2 separate regions of the Mus musculus genome follow, and region 2 is linked to region 1. A link is a contact called in public Hi-C data. All regions are on one chromosome and are shown on one strand. Each heading gives the region's core, a stretch centred on a gene start, on an enhancer-like site or on the middle of the called end of the contact. The rest is flanking DNA. Distances are from core to core; before and after follow the strand shown. Region 1 has its middle 19 kb from the start of Gm26800. Region 2 overlaps Cmss1 (cms small ribosomal subunit 1).

What was found. A called contact is a pair of places that touch in the nucleus more often than the background predicts.
Region 2: a contact with region 1 is called in a Hi-C map of bone marrow-derived macrophages, with 16 read pairs. The contact joins two enhancer-like sites. A contact is called at or near these places in 3 of 15 datasets of contacts at CTCF or cohesin (the NIH/3T3 cell line, large pre-B cells and stem cell-derived epiblast-like cells), 11 of 484 Hi-C or Micro-C datasets (the 3T3-L1 cell line, LSK cells, bone marrow-derived macrophages and 6 more), 20 of 115 datasets of contacts at active chromatin or transcription factors (bone marrow-derived macrophages, craniofacial prominence, embryonic basal ganglia and 13 more) and 4 of 9 other capture datasets (adipose tissue, embryonic stem cells, liver and 1 more).

The regions. Positions count from the first base shown.
Region 1 is chr16:57,258,289-57,261,412 of GRCm38.p6, forward strand. No RefSeq gene overlaps it. Among named protein-coding and RNA genes, the nearest start is that of Gm26800, 19 kb to the right of the region's middle. Within about 2 kb of position 1,618, at least 32 of the 459 cell types and tissues checked have an H3K27ac peak or open chromatin away from gene starts, as enhancers often do. A contact at or near this core is called in bone marrow-derived macrophages, where this site is marked.
Region 2 is chr16:57,535,226-57,538,349 of GRCm38.p6, forward strand. All of the region lies in intron 1 of Cmss1 (cms small ribosomal subunit 1), which reads right to left. All of the region lies in intron 4 of Filip1l (filamin A interacting protein 1-like), which reads left to right. Among named protein-coding and RNA genes, the nearest start is that of Cmss1, 70 kb to the right of the region's middle. Within about 2 kb of position 1,591, at least 72 of the 459 cell types and tissues checked have an H3K27ac peak or open chromatin away from gene starts, as enhancers often do. A contact at or near this core is called in bone marrow-derived macrophages, where this site is marked.

The sequences.
Region 1 (3,124 bases), core at 368-2,867:
GCTGATTGGGAGCCATTTTTAATGGAATAATGCCACTTCTATTTCTAGTAGTAAAAATGTCACTTCTATTTCTTGTAGTAAAAGTTGACTTTTTTGATGCATAATAAACGCATGGTAGACCAAGGAAACCTCTACCACAATCAAGACTAGAGCAGTTCTATCACTATCCCTCTTCTACCTTCAACTCTAGTTCTCCTGTTTTGAGAATGTCATGCAGTGGATAACACTTCTGGGACTAGACACATACAGGGGACTGATGGCTTTGCTAGGAGCCATCTTGAGGAGAGTCATCCCAAAGTATAAACCAGCGTCATCACCGTGGTAGGTGACCATAGGTGTGACGCGTTCCAGTGGTTCAGGTTACCAGCCTCTGAACACATAGCAGTCTCTGACATCTGTTAGGAAAGGGTGTTGGCCAAATTATAAGACTAGTGCTTGAGGGCTGCCATCAGACTTAGCTCCTGGTTGCAAGATGTGACACCAGCTAGCGATGTCAGTATCTGGGGTGCACAGTCATTTCATGGGTCATAATGTTTATCCTCTATACGTGAAGAACATTGAGGAAGAAATGTGTACGTTAGAAACTGAAGGAGTTGCAAAAAAAAAGATTATTTTAGATAGATTATAAGTAACTATGTTTTTTTCTGCAATAACCAGTGGATTGATTTTTCCAGCCTACATAATGAAATACATTTAGTAGAGTAAAATGAAGTAGTTATACTGTATATATTAGAATGTTTTTGGTTTCAAGTTAACAGAACAGCTAAATGTACCTGAGGTGAGGGGCTTATTTTTGCTGCCTAGAGGCAGGTGGTTCTAGGGTTGAATCAGTGGTTTCCACAATGTTGTGAGGAGCTGGGCTCTTCCCGTTGTTTGTTCCTCTATCCACAATATGAAAACATCAGTGACCCCCATTGCTTACTTCTTGCTAGTAAGATGATTGGAACAGCTCCAGACATAACACCATCATACAGTTACATTCATATGTTGGAAGCAGGGGACTTTTAAGGATGGAGAGAGAGAGAGAGAGAGAGAGAGAGAGAGAGAGAGAGAGAGAGAGAGAGAGAGAATACACGCGGGGGCGTGTTGTAGTATGTGCACACATGACATTGTTTCCCTGTATTGCTCTCCACCTTATTTTTTGAGACAGGGTCTCTCACTGAACCTAAGCTCATTTCTCTTATGCTGGCCTCCAGTGAGCTCCCAGGATTTTTCTGTTTCCCTCTCAGGACAACCCTGGGGTTCTAGACACACCCAGCCATGCCAGGCTTTTTACATGGGTGCTAGAGATACATACTCTTCCCTGTTGAGCCATTTCCCCAGTCTCTACAGGAGAGTTCTTACGAGTGTTTTTCTTCCTCTTGCTCTTCCTCTTCCTCCTTCTCTTCTTTTCCTTTAATCTTCTGATTTAGAGAAAGATGCTTCCTGAATCAATCTCACAGACTTCACAGAGGGCTTCACCACTTCATAAAGTACATCCCAAGCATTTCCATGTCTTTTGTACTTCGAGGTGAGCTCTGGCAGGAGGGAAGAGGGTGAGGAAAGAGTCCCTCAAACAGCCATTTCATCCGCAGCTGCCGTGAGGCTAACCACTGTAGTTTGGGTAAGGCACTTCCAACTACACCGCACGCGGAAGGAGCCAGGTCCTTCTCAGCTTTCTTTGTTTCACTTCCCCTTTGGTCTCTTTCAGTGTTCCCTTCATCATCGTCATCGTCATCATCATCAATCATCATCATCTGTAGAAAAAACATGAAAGTCCAGCATCCACTTCAATCTCGGCCTTCTTTATATCCTATGGACAGCACCCATTTCCAAAACAAAACAAAACAAAACTGGAGGCTCCATGACTTCTCAGAATTGCTGGCCTTAGAATGGAAAATACATTTTTCACGGCCTAATACACTGATGCCGATGATGAACAAGAACCGAAAATGTTTATAAACAAAGCAAACCGATCAAGGGCGATTTCCCAGTGTTAGCCTGCAGTGAAAAGCTTGAGAAATGCGAGGCCCGCCCTCCTCGCTTGCCCCTGATGCTGCAGGCCTTGAGAGCCACAGGATACTTTTTACCATCAGAGCAATGATGTCAGTTTTTCCCTTCCAACTGTGGTGAGAATGGCAATCAGAATGACAACCAGAGCCAATCGCTGGAGGTGGGACATGGGCTCCAGACTCACAGAAGGGAGAGCCATTGCTAGGCAATATGTCATGCTCCAGATTTTGAAGGTTTCCTACGTTTGACAGAGTAGCTCTGAATCACACCATGGAGACGGCAGGGCAGAATGGCGATGTTGGACCACTTGGCTCTGTGCAGCCAAGTGCCCTGCTTCTGAATGGACGGCTCCCACTCTGCGTGGGTCACTGTAATCCAAACCTTGTTATTTCACTTCCTTCTTTCCCAATCATTTTACCACATAATCATTTTCAGGGGAAAACGGAGAAAGAGGATTTTTTTTAAAGGCTTCACCTCAAAATGCAGAGTCAATGAAGTATTGACCTGTTAACTAGGACGAAAAACAAAAACAATAGTTAGTAGGAAACCTGCTTAATAAAATCTTTAGGGAAACTTAAAAAAAAAATTATGTTTGAGACAGGATTTTGCTGCATAGTCTAGGCTGGCCTCATATTGTCCATCCTCCTGCCCCAGCCTCCCAAATACTAGGATTACAGGTATATTCAACCGTACTTGGCCTTCTAAGGTCAACTTTATTTGGCAAACAAGAGCAGAGTTAGCAATGGGATGCTGAGCCAATCCCGGTGAAAGAGACTCTGGGTTGAACCTTTGAGTAGCTGCCTTGGCTCTGAGGACTGGAAATGGGCTTTCCTGTGGAGAAGCCAGCAAGGATCTGCTCCAGCTATGGGTATTCAGAGACCAAAAAATGCTGATAACCACAGGCCATGGTGCTGTGGGATTGCTGGACACATTGCAGAGCAAAATGAGCAGCAGTGGTTTGAAGCTGTTTCCTTTCATGAATATTGCATTAATAAAGCCAGTGCTGTGTCACACGGCAGCTGAGAACTCCAGTCTTAAACTGCTCTCAGTGCGATGGCTGGAACGCTGGCTGGGAAAGTGATGGCTTATCCAAGGCAGTGGGTTTTCTAGTTTAAGTGTTCTGGGGTTCTGT
Region 2 (3,124 bases), core at 341-2,840, 280 kb after region 1:
TAGTGAGGCCTTCATGAATTAGTAGCTACACGTCTATTTTTAAGACATGATAATGAAAACATAAAATACACCATTGATACTAATAACCATAACAAGGCAGGAAAAAGAAGGCAGCAGGCAAAGTTTTGGGGTTCTCCAGCATTGACATAAATCATAGTTTAGGTATATGCATGTTAAATACATACAGTATTATTAGTATGAGCAAGTCTTTCAATCATGCTAATATTATCATAGATAAGACCCTAACCAACAATACCTAGTGAATTTTTCCCTACAACTGGTAAGTTTTTAAATAAGCAGTTAAATGTTATTAAAACTAAAATTAAATGTTAGCTAAATCTTAGAGGCGGGACAACTTATTCTTGTTCTTGACTACAGTCGTTTCTTTAAAAAAAAAGGTACTTGCAGAAGTTTCTAGCACTCTACACAGCAAAGGTTTAGCTGCTACAATAGTCACAAAACAAAACCATAAACAGCCTTTTTAAAAATACTATTTAAATAGAGCCTTCCTGAACACAGAGCCAGTGTGGACCAGTTCTCTCTTGTAGTCATAGGAATGATTGTTCTCCAGTGCTCGAAATGACCTCACTACACTGATAAAGTACTGTTACCAGGATCTTGGTCTGCCTTCCCCATGCCCTGTTCCTGTGAGAGCCACAGGAAGAATGCAAAGGCAACACCAAGAATGTAGTGAAGAATACACAAAACTCACAGGATGAGAGTAGACAATGACCTGAGCGATCACTGTGCTGATAAACAGATTATAGGAGGCCCTGTACTGTTTTTCTAAAGACTCTAGAACAGACAGCTTTCCTGAGAGAGGTTTTCCAGTCCACATGGTTAAAGGCCCATTTGTATTAGCATGTAAGACAGTAGACATGGTATCTCCATGTTCCTTACAGATAGCCTCGGAGTAGACAATCTACTGAGTCCTTTCAGAAGATTTACAATGTTATGTCTCCACCCAGGGCCAGATCCCATTTTTCTGACCAGTAACCAAAGTTTTTCCATTTTACACACACACACACACACACACACACACACACACATACTTGAAGGTTGTGGACCACACAAAGCTGGCAGTGGGTTGGCTACAGAACTTCTTCCTGACTTCAGGAACTTGTGAGCACTACTGAAGCACTCCTAAGGGGGTTCTATCTTTTGGGAGTCTTTTACTCAAGGACTCTGTGAAACGCCTAAGGTTTAAGGGGACGGCCACTCATGAAGAGAAAAGTAAAAAACCACCACCCCAACCGAGGAAGTACACATTTTATACACAGAAATGTTACACTATTGGGGCATGCAAGCTTTTAAAAGTAAAACCGAACCGCTGTGAAAAGCATAGCGGTTAGGTGGCTAACATCAGGGCAACAAATTTTCCCTGGTCTTCCTGCTGCCATGTGCCTGCCATCTCTCCTCGACAGTTTCCATTTGCTATTTCAAACACATGTTGCCACTTACTTGCCAGGAAAGGAATCTCTGACCTACTCTTTATGTATGATGAAATGGCAGACGGAATGGAGCCAGGGACAGCACCGTTAGCAGTTATTCACACTTCTGTTTTCTCTTAACTTCCTTTTCTCTAGTTTATTCCTCATATGCTAGGAGGGATATGTAATCTTAAAAACATCCGTGACTCATGCTTTAGAATATGGAACCAGTCATTCCCTGAAAAAGCAAATGGCTCCTTCCTGCCAGAAAGCAGCAAGTCTCTTCTACAGAAGGAGCATACGGAACAGGAGCTCGACCTAAAGGGACTTGACCAAGCATAGGTGAAGGGATTCCTCTGCCCAGCCTTCATCAGCCTCAACATGGTTTTCTTTCCTAGTCATTGCTGCTAGAGTATACCCAGCATTAATTCAGCCTTAGCTAATGGGACCTGTTCCATGGGCTCAGGCCACAGGGGGAAAAACAGGAACGAGATTAGATAAGAGTAAGGGATTTTCCCCAAAGATGAGGGAATTTAAGGAGATACAGAAGTCTAGTATTGAATCTTACAGTAGTAAGAAATAAATGTTAATTTTAGTATGCATCAATTGTCCTATTTTGACCTACTGAAATCAGTATGTGACAAGAAACACTAGCATTGCTATGTCACTATACTAAAATAAAACAACAAAACAAAACTCTTCAATGATAAGCAGCAGACACTACAAGGAATTTGACCTGGTAGACAAGATTGTCAACCAAAACATTAGGCTTCCTTCATGAGAAAAATTCAAATATGGTGCCTCAAAAAGTCCACAGATACTACCACTTCAATGTAATGAGATACGGTATCAAACAAATAAACAAACAACATAGCCCTGCTGATGACCCATTGAGCCTGAATCATCCCTTAGAGGATGGCAGCAGCTTTGAATTATGAGCACTGGGGACCGAAAGTTGTTGAAAAGAACATGGCTTGATTGGATGCTTTGGCCTGGGACAGCAAATACAAAGACACAGTTAAGTTCCGTCATCCTGGCCATGTAAAATATTTACACACACATTCTCTGGGTTACGAACACCTGACTTGTGAATGTTCTTTCTACATAAAAAGCCTACTCAAACTTCATTCAAAAAGATGACATCTGAAGAACAAGATCATTTCCAGAGCTACTTAATTTTCGCCAGGCCTAGGTGGCCTGGGGCTGCCATGGAAATGACGGGGAGGTAGTCACCTGGGATCCAAAGGGGGGACCTGCAGCACATTTGCTAATAAATTTCATATTTCATGTAGCACGTGGGCTCTCAGCTGGTCCACAAAGCTGACCCAAAATATAGCTTAAAGCCTATACATCTGCAGGCATACTGTCCTCCAGTGCATGCTGTAATAGTCACAGTATGTATAAATCTCTTAAATTGTGCTATTGCTCTATTACAAAATCACCACAGTATCAGTTACCTAAGCATAAGGTCTCAGTTTTAACATGGGCTTAGAATGTGTCCTCCTCCTTGAGTTAGAATCAACTCCACTCTTTAACAGCGCTGCTGTCGTGGGCAAAGATCTTGCAAGTGAACCTGTCAAATGGCCCTTTTGCAAAACAGGGAACTTCCTGGGTTTGGAAGATCATTTACTCGCCTCCCTGCTCTAAGAAAGCAAACTGTCCCAAGATCTACAGTGAGACTAACTTCAGAATTG